2 separate regions of the Mus musculus genome follow, and region 2 is linked to region 1. Evidence: chromatin contacts called from public Hi-C data. All regions are on one chromosome and are shown on one strand. The core of a region is the stretch at or near the end of the contact, and the rest is flanking DNA. Distances in the headings are between cores, read along the strand shown. Region 1 overlaps Gm30320 (a long non-coding RNA gene). Region 2 has its middle 11 kb from the start of Gm30908.

Region 1 (4,997 bases), core at 1,973-4,472:
TTTTTTGAGTTCGAAAGAAATCTTCACAAAGTTTCAAACTCTTTGCACAGTCTATGCGCTAATCAAACTCACCTAACCTAAAAAGGAGTAATAAAAAGTAGCCACACAGGAAGGGCTCTGTCTCAAATGGGGTGGTTGTTTATCCAGGTGGACAGTTTGTAAAAACTCAATGAACTGAGGCCCCCTTTTTTGGGGGGGAGGGGTCCCAGGCACTGCGTTGGTGTGTGTGTGTGTGTGGTTTGTCCATTCAGTGCTCAAGTTGGCTGTATACATGGGTGCTGTTCTCACATCTGTACATACTCTCACATCTGTACATACATGCTCCAGGACACTTCAGTTCCCCGTCCTTTAAAACCCCTGATCCAAGATAAAGGCCGCGTGGTAGCTGTCACGTGGTGCGGGCTAAAGAAAACAGATAGTAAGTCTCCATTCGTTCAGTACAGTGGTATCTCTTGTTCTGAGATAAGGTTTCTCTTTCTTTTAAAAGCTGGGTCTCCTGTAGCTCAACCTCGCCTCAGACTTGCTATGTAGTCCAAGGTGTCAATGACCTTGAGCTGCATTCAGGAACACAGTACCCAGTTCTATGCAGCACTGGGAATTGAACCTACGGCCCTGTGTGTGCTAGGCAATTGTCTAATAACTGAGCCTTGTTCTCATACCTGCTTAAATTTTTTTTTCTCTTTTAGGATAAGAGGTCTTTCTCACTCTGTAGCACAAAGTAACTGTGAACTCAAGGCAATTCTTCTGCCTCAGCTCCCTCATACTGGATGACAGCACACCTAGCTCCAGCCTGGTTTCAAACTCACCATCCTCTTGGCCGCCTTGGCTTTGCCAAGTTCAGGAACTTCAGGCACGTGCCTCCACCCCTGGCCAGAAGCAGTTTTCTTACTAATAGTTTTGATCCGAGGGCTAGGTGATCCAAGGGTCAAAGGTCACTCCTAGAAGTCACAGTTAAAACAGGGACATCTAGGAGAGGAACGGTTGACTCGGGAACCCAGGGGTTGTCGCCAAAGCTGCATTGAACTCCGAGGTGCACTTAGGGTTTGAAACGGCCCCAGAGATTGAAGAGAACAATGTCAAAGAGAAGAGATGAACAGGAGACGTGAGGATGGAAGGTGAGGAATCCAGAAAGCTGAGAGCCACACCCAGGGTGCGTGATAGGGATTTCGATCTCTCTCTGGAAGGGAGGGTTTCTGTTTCTGGAGCTGGAAGGCATAGGAGCAGGGGAGCCAGAAAGAGCTGCGGCAGGGCTGAGGGGGCTCTGGAGGCAGATGGGAGGCAGCAGACAGTGGATACTTACAGATGAGTTAGTATCTGCCCTTCTGAGTGGTAAGGTTCTCCCCTTTTTCCTCCCTTCCCCTCCCCTCCCCTCCCCTTTTCCTCCCTCCCCTTTTCCTCCCTCCCCTCCCCTCCCCTCCCTTCTTTCCTTCCTTCCTTCCTTCCTTCCTTCCTTCCTTCCTTCCTTCCTTCCTTCCTTCCTTCCTTCCTTTCTATACAGGTTCTCAGCCCTCTAAAGGCTGCCCTTAAGCTTGCTAAGTGGCTAAGGATGACCTTGAACTCTTGGTCCTGATGTCTGCACCTCTCTAGTGCTGGGTGACAGGTGTGTGCCACCATGCTGGGCTTTTGCTGAGGGAGGTTTTGCAAAAGTCAGGCAAGCGCTCTACCAGCCGAGCTACACACATATTTCCTAATGGCTATGTGTAGCTGCTTCCCTCTGGGTTTATGCAGAGCCGAAATGAAATTTCAGAAGAGTGGATTTATGCCTGAAGTCCTATTATAACAGAAGAAATCTGAGCTTTTGGTTCCCTTGGAGGCCAGCTGTCAGGGATGCAGAGTGCAGAGGTCAAGAGAGGCCTGCCTGAGAAGATGTTGCCCAGAGCAACAACCTGGGGGAGGGGAGTGGGAGGGATTGGCCTAGACTCTGTCTTTGGAGGCCTGGTCAAGGCAAGAAACCAGGAGCTGAGCCATTCAGGACTGAAGTTGATACCCTTAGGGGGGCTGGTGGCTCACTTTCGGAAAATTACTTTCCTGTCTTTGGTCAAAATAGCACTGTGGGCAGCAAGTATTGTGTATAAGACAGATAATAAAAGCTCCCAGCTTATAGGATGGGTGTGTACACCCCAGCCTGCCCTGGGAGAAATCACATCACAGCAAACAGAGACCATCAGACTCTCCAAGGGATGGGCCCATCCTCCTTCCTAACACACAGAAGCAGGGCTTCTAGAAGCCATTTGCCCGTCCCAGCTGTTTTGAGTATTCCTCGCACCCGTTTTTTTATGAGTCTTTGAGAGGGGGACCTGCCTGTGTTGGCAGGTTTCAATTTCATCTCGAGTCTACTCTGCCTGGTAACAGAAGCCCCAAAGCACAGGAAAGCGACCACAGGCATCTGGAAAAGATTGACTTCTGTGTTTTTAATCACCAGAAGAAAACCCAGCCAGGGAGTTAGCCAGTTGAACTGAGAGTTTGAGGGCTAAGGCCAGCAGCAGCAAGGGAGAGAAGTCTCATGGGGCCCAGAGACAGTTTTCCCCAGAGAACTCCAGAGGCAGGCCCTGGAGGAGCAGCCAGGCTGGAAGCACAGGACAGGGCCAGTTTTGAAAGTTTGTTTGTGCCTATCCCATTCTCTTTCCTCTCTGAGTTTTTACCTTGGTGGTGGAAAAAGTGTTGTGATTTCTAAAGACAACTTCTTCCTCATCTTCCCCTGTGAACTGCCGAGCAAAGGATTAATTTAGATTTCTGCCATGCCGGGGCCTCTCTCATTAAATGAATCCCATTGTCTCGTGGAAGCCCAGGCAAGTCAGCTTAATGACGCCTCGCTCCCTCCAGTCCTGAGCAAACGTCCCGGGTGCTTTCTGGCTCTCTCTGCCATAGTTTCCTTGGCAGCTTTCCAGTTTCCATTCTGTTGCTCCATGCTCCAAACTCCTCCCCCACCGGCCCCACCCACACTATAGTCTGCACCCCTTTCTGATGCCTCGTGGGGTGTGCTTACCCCATTTCTATGGTTTCTGTTTCTACTGACAGTGTGACTGTACACAGCCAGGCTGTTTGGAGTTCTCAGAAGACATGGAGTCGGGTTCCTCGTGTCCCTGACAACAGTTCATGTTTGCTGGGATAGGATGTGTTGGTTGCAGGGAAAGGCAGACATTCTTATGCCCATAGTCGGAATAAAGGGCACACAAACACTTGTTCCTTCTAAAGGAACAAGCAAGAAAGAGTCCCAAAAAGTCCTTTCACTTCTCCATATGGGCCTGGATGAGGAAGTGGTCAGAGGCAAAGATTTCACATCCTTTAGCAGTCTGGAAGATTGAAAAGACAGAAGCTGGTCTGACATTGAACAGAAATCTCCATAAAACAATCTCTGCAGGGTGGATCTCATTGCATCTCAGACTGTGGCTGGGTGCTTCATGGACATATGACCTTCTGGGCTGAGACAGACAGAGCTCATGGAAACTTGGGCTAATTGGTTAGGATCCCCCCTTCTCTTGGACTGGTGCTCAGGCTGGAAAATGGGACCATTCTGAAGGCTTGTTGAGGGCAGAGAGTGGGCATGCCTCAGGGTGGGGATGCCGAAGGAAGGTAATGGGAGCTGGGCTGTAGATCGTGCCCTGAATATTTCTAGACACATAGGAGTGTGAAGCGGGTGTGGGCTTTGTAGCAGTCAGCTTTGGCTGTGTAACAAAGTCCCCCATCCTTCCAATGTTCATGGCTCACACAAGCCTTTGTTGCCTCCAGTTTCTAAGGGTTGGATTCGGGCACTTCCTGAATGGTTTGGGGGCTCCAGATCCATTGCGGGCTAGCAGCAGGGAGCAGCTGCAGGCCTTGAGGGTGTTCTTGTAAGTGCCATGGAAGGACAGACTCTGGGCTTGCTCACGTGGCCACTGGCCCCACATTCCCTTCCTAACCAAACATCCCCACCCCTGTACATCAAATCTGCGTTGTGTGGGAAGGGACATGGAGTCGAAGGGACAGGGATCAAGAAAGGCTGGCTGCTATCAATTTTATTTAAAAGGTCCTTAGAGGGGCTGAGGAGGCGGTTAAGCTTAAGGACTTGAGTTCCAGAGCCCACATAAGAAAGCTGGGTGTGGTGGCATGCGTGGGTAGCCCCAGTGCGGGAGGTGTGGACAGGAGGCTCGCTGGCCAACCAGTCTTGCCTAATTGGTGAGCTCCAGGCCGAAGAGAGACCTGTCTCAAAGGAGGTGGGCTGCATTTCTGTGACGGACACCTGGAAGGACAGGGAATGTGAAGAGATGAATCTGAGAGGATTGTGTCCCCATCTTGAATGTCCCCGCAAGCCTGGGTTGGTGCCATGTGACATGCGTTTGCTGTTTTTAATTTTCTTCTCTTCAGGGTAGGAGACAAAGCCTCATTAACATGATGCATTGAAGCAGGAAGCAAAGAGACGGTTAAATGACCTGAGAGGCGATGTTTGCAGCCAAACAGGGTGGCGTTGCTACCCCAGCAGTGAGGCTTGGAGAGGCCAGGAGCAGCATATGGGGACCTGGCTGAATGTCAGTAGAGAAGGGGACCTGACAGCTGCTGTTGAGCAATGGGGAGTGCTGATGCACCTACCCTGAGGCCCAGCATCGTCCTTCCGAGGTCCATAGGGAAAGGAGGTCCTCAGAGCTCACCTTCCGGAACAAGGAGGGCGACTGCTGACTGAGGCTAGACCCTATGCTAAGTTACTGCATATTGTATAACACAGTGGGTTTGCGGGGGGGGGGGGGGGGAGGGGGCTTGCCCTAGGAGACTCCATCTTACAAAGAGCTCTGGGGATGGAGATGGCTCAGCGGTTAAGAGCACTGACTGCTCTTCCAAAGGTCCTGAGTTCAAATCCCAGCAACCACATGGTGGCTCACAACCAGATCTAACGCCCTCTTCTACAGCGACTGAAGATAGCTACAGTGTATTTACATATAATAAAATAAATAAGTCTGTAAAAAAAAAAAGAGCTCTGGACTCCATCTTGATGGCAGGGGTGGGGATGGGTGACTGCAACCCCT
Region 2 (5,030 bases), core at 2,325-4,824, 300 kb after region 1:
CGTATTCGTCTGGTTGGAATAGCCATGTTGGTGTCTGACTGTGCTCAGCTTATTTTTTCGAGGCTGCATTTTACTTAAGGAAGCATTTCTGGACACTGTAACGCAGCATGGACTTACACATCCCGCCCCACTAACTGTCTGCTTCGTAACCAGGGCGTTTCACCCCGACTGAATCCACAACTGTCAAAGGCAATATGCCTTGTGTGTCCAAGACTCTCCTGACACCTGGGCCAAGTCTTCAGGCAGGGCTACATCCATCCAAAGCTACAACTCACTCATTCCGTCATCGCTGGTTGATGTGTGCGTCTGAGCAAAGGTGGTAGGCCTGTCACCAGCCCTACAAGAAGAATGAAGACTGAAGTGTGGACACTATGCCCCTCCTTAGATTTGGGAACAAAACACCCATGGAAGGAGTTACAGAGACAAAGTTTGGAGCTGAGATGAAAGGATGGACCATGTAGAGACTGCCATATCCAGGGATCCACCCCATAATCAGCATCCAAACGCTGACACCATTGAATACACTAGCAAGATTTTATTGAAAGGACCCAGATGTAGCTGTCTCTTGTGAGACTATGCCGGGGCCTAGCAAACACAGTAGTGGATGCTCACAGTCAGCTAATGGATGGATCATAGGGCTCCCAATGGAGGAGCTAGAGAAAGTAGCCAAGGAGCTAAAGGGATCTGCAACCCTATAGGTGGAACAACATTATGAACTAACCAGTACCCCGGAGCTCTTGACTCTAGCTGCATATATATCAAAAGATGGCCTAGTCGGCCATCACTGGGAAGAGAGGCCCATTGGACTTGCAAACTCTATATGCCCCAGTACAGGGGAACACCAGGGCCAAAAAGGGGGAGTGGGTGGGCAGGGGAGTGGGGGTGGGTGGATATGGGGGACTTTTGGTATAGCATTGGAAATGTAAATGAGTTAAATACCTAATAAAAAATGGAAAAAAAAAAAAAAAAGAACCCAGGGCTGATCTGGAGCAGAAATAATGGCCACTGTGGCTCCTACAGAGCAGTGACCTATTCCTGGGATGACCTCTAAACTGCTGGAGATGGTGGTGGGCTCCACAGCCAGCACAGGGCTTGTGGCATCTCAGCAAGTGGGCCTATGGTGGCTGCTGAGGTTCCACAGGTTGGGATGCCTGGAATTGGGGCGATGGGAATGGGTACCCTAAGTGAGCTAACTTGGGTGTTGCTAGGAGGCTGTGTATAGACGGTTGCGATTCTGGGGTTTCTGTTGCACCTGAGGGGTATGATGACTACTTGGGGTAACCTGAGCCCTGGTGGAATCTTCAGGCTGGGAGCTTGGGGTTAATGGCCTTCGTCACTCAGAAACACAGCTGTCTGGGGAGATGGGCACCATGGCCCTCTGTTAGGAACAGCTGTACATAGGCTTGTCAGACAGATCCTTGGACTGTGTCGGATACTGCCATGCTTTCTCATGTGCCCTTGTTCCCTAGCAACAGGACCGTGACAGACATGTTCTGTGTGTGATGTCAGGGCTCCTGGCTCTACCGAGCCATGTGACATGGTTCTAACCACTGGAGGAAGCCAGTTCCTACTTCTGAAAAACTGGGCTTCCCTACTTAGCCTCTTCTTCCACTCCCTCCTCCCTCTTCTTTCTTGATTGAGGCCAACAAGGGGCCAAGCGTCTCAGAAGTGGAGGTCACAGGAGATACCAAGAGGGAGGCAGCAGCTTGGGGTGGGGTGGAGTGAGACAAAGTGCTGGGCCTGACTTGTGTCACAGGCCTCCTCTGTCAGTGTCTTTCCTGTCTTGATCTCTCGCTCCTTTCACTCAGTCTGCCTACACCTGGCCTGTCCAATCTCCCAACTTTCTCATCTTGTCGCCAGCATGGAATGATCCTCCCTGCCCCCCATCCTCCCACCCGACCTCGTCTTAATTTAATTATAGTACCATGGCTGCCTTGTCATACTTGGAAGTCAGAGATGTCCCAAGAACACAGGACCTGTCCAAGCCTCTGATCCAACCTCTTGTGATTGCAGATGACCCCCTTCCTAGACCAAGGTCATGAGCACTCTAGATGCCAAAGCTAGAGGGGGAGATTCAGACCGCAGCACAGACTCTCAGGTCACCCGATACATGCTGGTCCCTCACCTGGAGCAGGGGTGGAAGATATAATTCAGAAGTCAAGTGGAATCAGGGAAGACTGGAGTTTTCAAGCAAGGACAGACAAAAGAACTCAGGTCCTGTGGGTAAAGGAGACACAGAGGCCAAGTCTACAACCATAAGCTGTGTCCCACGCCCCTTTGCCCCTTCTACCCATACCTAAAGCTGCAGTTCTGAGACACTGGGGAACAGGCCCTGCCTGTGGCCCCACCCTCCCGGAATGTCGACCCTAAACCGCCCCCACAGAGTCACTAACAGAGTCACACTCCCAAAGGTAGGAAGAGTACAGACGGGGGAACAGACTCATGTTGAAGGACACAATGTGGAACTCAGACCATCACTTCCCTTCCTACTGACCAGAACGCAGCCTTGTGAACACTTCAAGCCATGGCGCATGTGAGAACATCTTTACACTGAGAAATAGGAGGTTGTATTAATATAACAGCAGACAAGGGACACCAAGGGGCATCTAGAAAGTTCTACCCAGAAACGTTTAGCAGGATAAGCATTACTGGGCTACCCAGGCCTTGCCAAGTGCAAGAGGACGTTTTAAAAAGTCATCTCTTGGAGGGCCCAGTGTTCCAGGACTGACCCCAGAGTGTTCAGTAGAAGCCTGCCCTTTAAGGCCAGCATCACTCCCGTTTCACAGATAGAGGGGTGCCTGCCTCTCCCAGTGCCAGCAGACAGCCATGCCAAGGCTTCCTGCTCAGACCCTCTACTGGTTCTGATGTGGAGCCTCCCTTTCTTCGACTATTTGGTTGTTTTCTTCTCCACGTATAAGAAGAAAAGTGAAAAGACACCGATGATGCATAATTTGAACCCTGGGGTCTGTGCCTACTGTCTTCAGTCTCCATGTGGCTTCAGAATACCTTATTTAGTGGATCTTCTTCTGGAAAGGGCTATGTCTGTGGCTTACAAGAACTAAAGGCGTCCTATCTGATCAATTCCTTATTTGCTGTGGTGTGTGTGTGTGTGTGTGTGTGTGTGTGTGTGTGTGTGTGTGTGTGTTGCTTGCCTGTCTGCCTGCCTGCCTGCCTGTCTGTCTGTCTGTCTGTCTGTCTGTCCTGCCTCCATGTCCCATTTCCTGGGCTACCTTGACTTTGCATCCTCCCTGTGATGTCAGAGGAGCCATGAATCACAGTGACAGCTCTCCCAGTATCCAAGAGACCTCTCCTGGCTGCTAAGTCACCGTCCCCCATCCCCCACCGTCCCCTGTGAGAACCAGTCAGTGTGTTGAGCATCAGCTGAGGCTTCCAGATTCCATGGGGAATGACCCCCATTGTGTGTGCTGAGGACCAGGCAGCCTCTGGCTAACTTCTTGCTTCTCGGTGTCCTGGGAACCGGTGCTGTTTGCTCCTGTCTGGAGCCTCTGTGGCTGAGCCGAGCACAGGCTGCCCTGGCCAGTGTTTCCATAGCTGCCTCCAGGCTCCAGACCCCAGGCTGCTGCAGACTGTGAAGGAGGCCTCTCCTCTGCCCTCTGTGCTCTGTGCCATCTGCATGACTAAGCTTCCTGCCTTGCTCCTTCGAGTTGATGTCTCTCTATCTCCTATGGAGGGACAAATTATTTGCTCACTGACAGTGGCCTAAATTTGGCAGCAGCCTCAGCAGCATCTGTAACAAACCGGAGCCAGGTTGCCACACTTGATGGGGACAATTCCAGGCATGTCTCGACAGCCCGAGGATGTAAGGATAAAAATTACACCAGCCTCCAGCCGTGGCCGTAAGAGGAGTCTTGGCAGAGGAGGACGTGCAACTAAGAAGAAAAGTAAGGCGCTCTTGCCATGAAAACCTGGCTTGATTTAGCAAGCGCTCAAAAGCTCCTTCAAATGAGGTCACAGGCTCCCTGGGGAAAGAGCTACATCTAAGGAAGAGCAGCTCTCCCCCCTAACAGTCCTGAAGCTACATTGTAGATACAATTTCAAAATTCATTTCCACTGTAGTCCAAACTTAAAATGAAAGTCACAGATAGTATAATCTATATAGTTTTTTAAGATTTGCTTTATTATTTTATGTGCGTGTGTCTGCCAGTAGGGGGCATCAGATCTTTTGGTGATGCAGTTACAGACCTCTGTGAACCACCCAACACTGGCACTGGGAACCAGATTCCAGCCCCCACCCCTGATAGAGCAGCTAAGCGTACTGAAACTCTGAGTCATCGCTCTGGTCCCACACATGATCCTTTTGGTTCTGTTTTTTAAATTTGATGTCCAGGCTATAACATAAGAAGAAATATAAGGGAAAATAGAATAGTCGAGGTAATTTCAATGTGACAATGTCTCTCTTCCCACATGCAAATGCCCAGGCACAAGTGCCCATGAAGAACAGGTCAGCTTCCTGACCAAGACCAGTGACTAGTGTGTTGAGTTGGTCTCTCAAATGCCAAGTGTCATGGCTGCTGTTAGCATTCCTTCTAAGCTCCGCCCAACAATTACCTAGCAACAGCCAGTAGGCCTGGCTTCCTATAAAAGGGACAGATGGGCCTCTCTGACTCTGAACCCTGATTCCCTTTGCCCTCCTTAACACCTTTCTCTCCCCGACCCTCACATGTTCTTGGCCTGGCCAGCCTCTTCTCCTCTTCTCTCTCTCTCTCTCTCTCTCTCTCTCTCTCTCTCTCTCTCTCTCTCTCTCTCTCTCCATCCCCTCAACTCTCCTTCCCATGCCTCCAAATGAACTCTATTCTGTACTAGACCTATCATATGGCTGGTACCTAGGAATGGAGGGGAGGGATGCCTCAGCATAGGCTGGCTGAGGTACCCCCTCCCACCTCACCATACTGTGCTCCATAAAACATATCCTTTTTATAAAAGCACATCAGCTGCTGAGATCACCTTAGCAAGGTTTGGAGGAAATCCAGGTGAAATGTTGCTTGCCAGTGTCCATGAGAATTCCTGGG

What was found. Hi-C and Micro-C count contacts between places; a contact is called where the count stands out from the background.
Region 2: a contact with region 1 is called in a Hi-C map of bone marrow-derived macrophages, with 23 read pairs. The contact joins two enhancer-like sites. A contact is called at or near these places in 2 of 484 Hi-C or Micro-C datasets (bone marrow-derived macrophages and nephron progenitors), 7 of 115 datasets of contacts at active chromatin or transcription factors (bone marrow-derived macrophages, embryonic basal ganglia, embryonic stem cells and 3 more) and 1 of 9 other capture datasets (embryonic stem cells).

Annotation. Positions count from the first base shown.
Region 1 is chr2:166,178,034-166,183,030 of GRCm38.p6, forward strand. Gm30320 (a long non-coding RNA gene) reads left to right here. Exons shown (of 4, transcript XR_866951.1): 3 at 687-1,115; 4 at 4,345-4,704. Among named protein-coding and RNA genes, the nearest start is that of Gm30536, 14 kb to the right of the region's middle. Within about 2 kb of position 3,223, at least 169 of the 459 cell types and tissues checked have an H3K27ac peak or open chromatin away from gene starts, as enhancers often do. A contact at or near this core is called in bone marrow-derived macrophages, where this site is marked.
Region 2 is chr2:166,479,592-166,484,621 of GRCm38.p6, forward strand. No RefSeq gene overlaps it. Among named protein-coding and RNA genes, the nearest start is that of Gm30908, 11 kb to the left of the region's middle. Within about 2 kb of position 3,575, at least 56 of the 459 cell types and tissues checked have an H3K27ac peak or open chromatin away from gene starts, as enhancers often do. A contact at or near this core is called in bone marrow-derived macrophages, where this site is marked.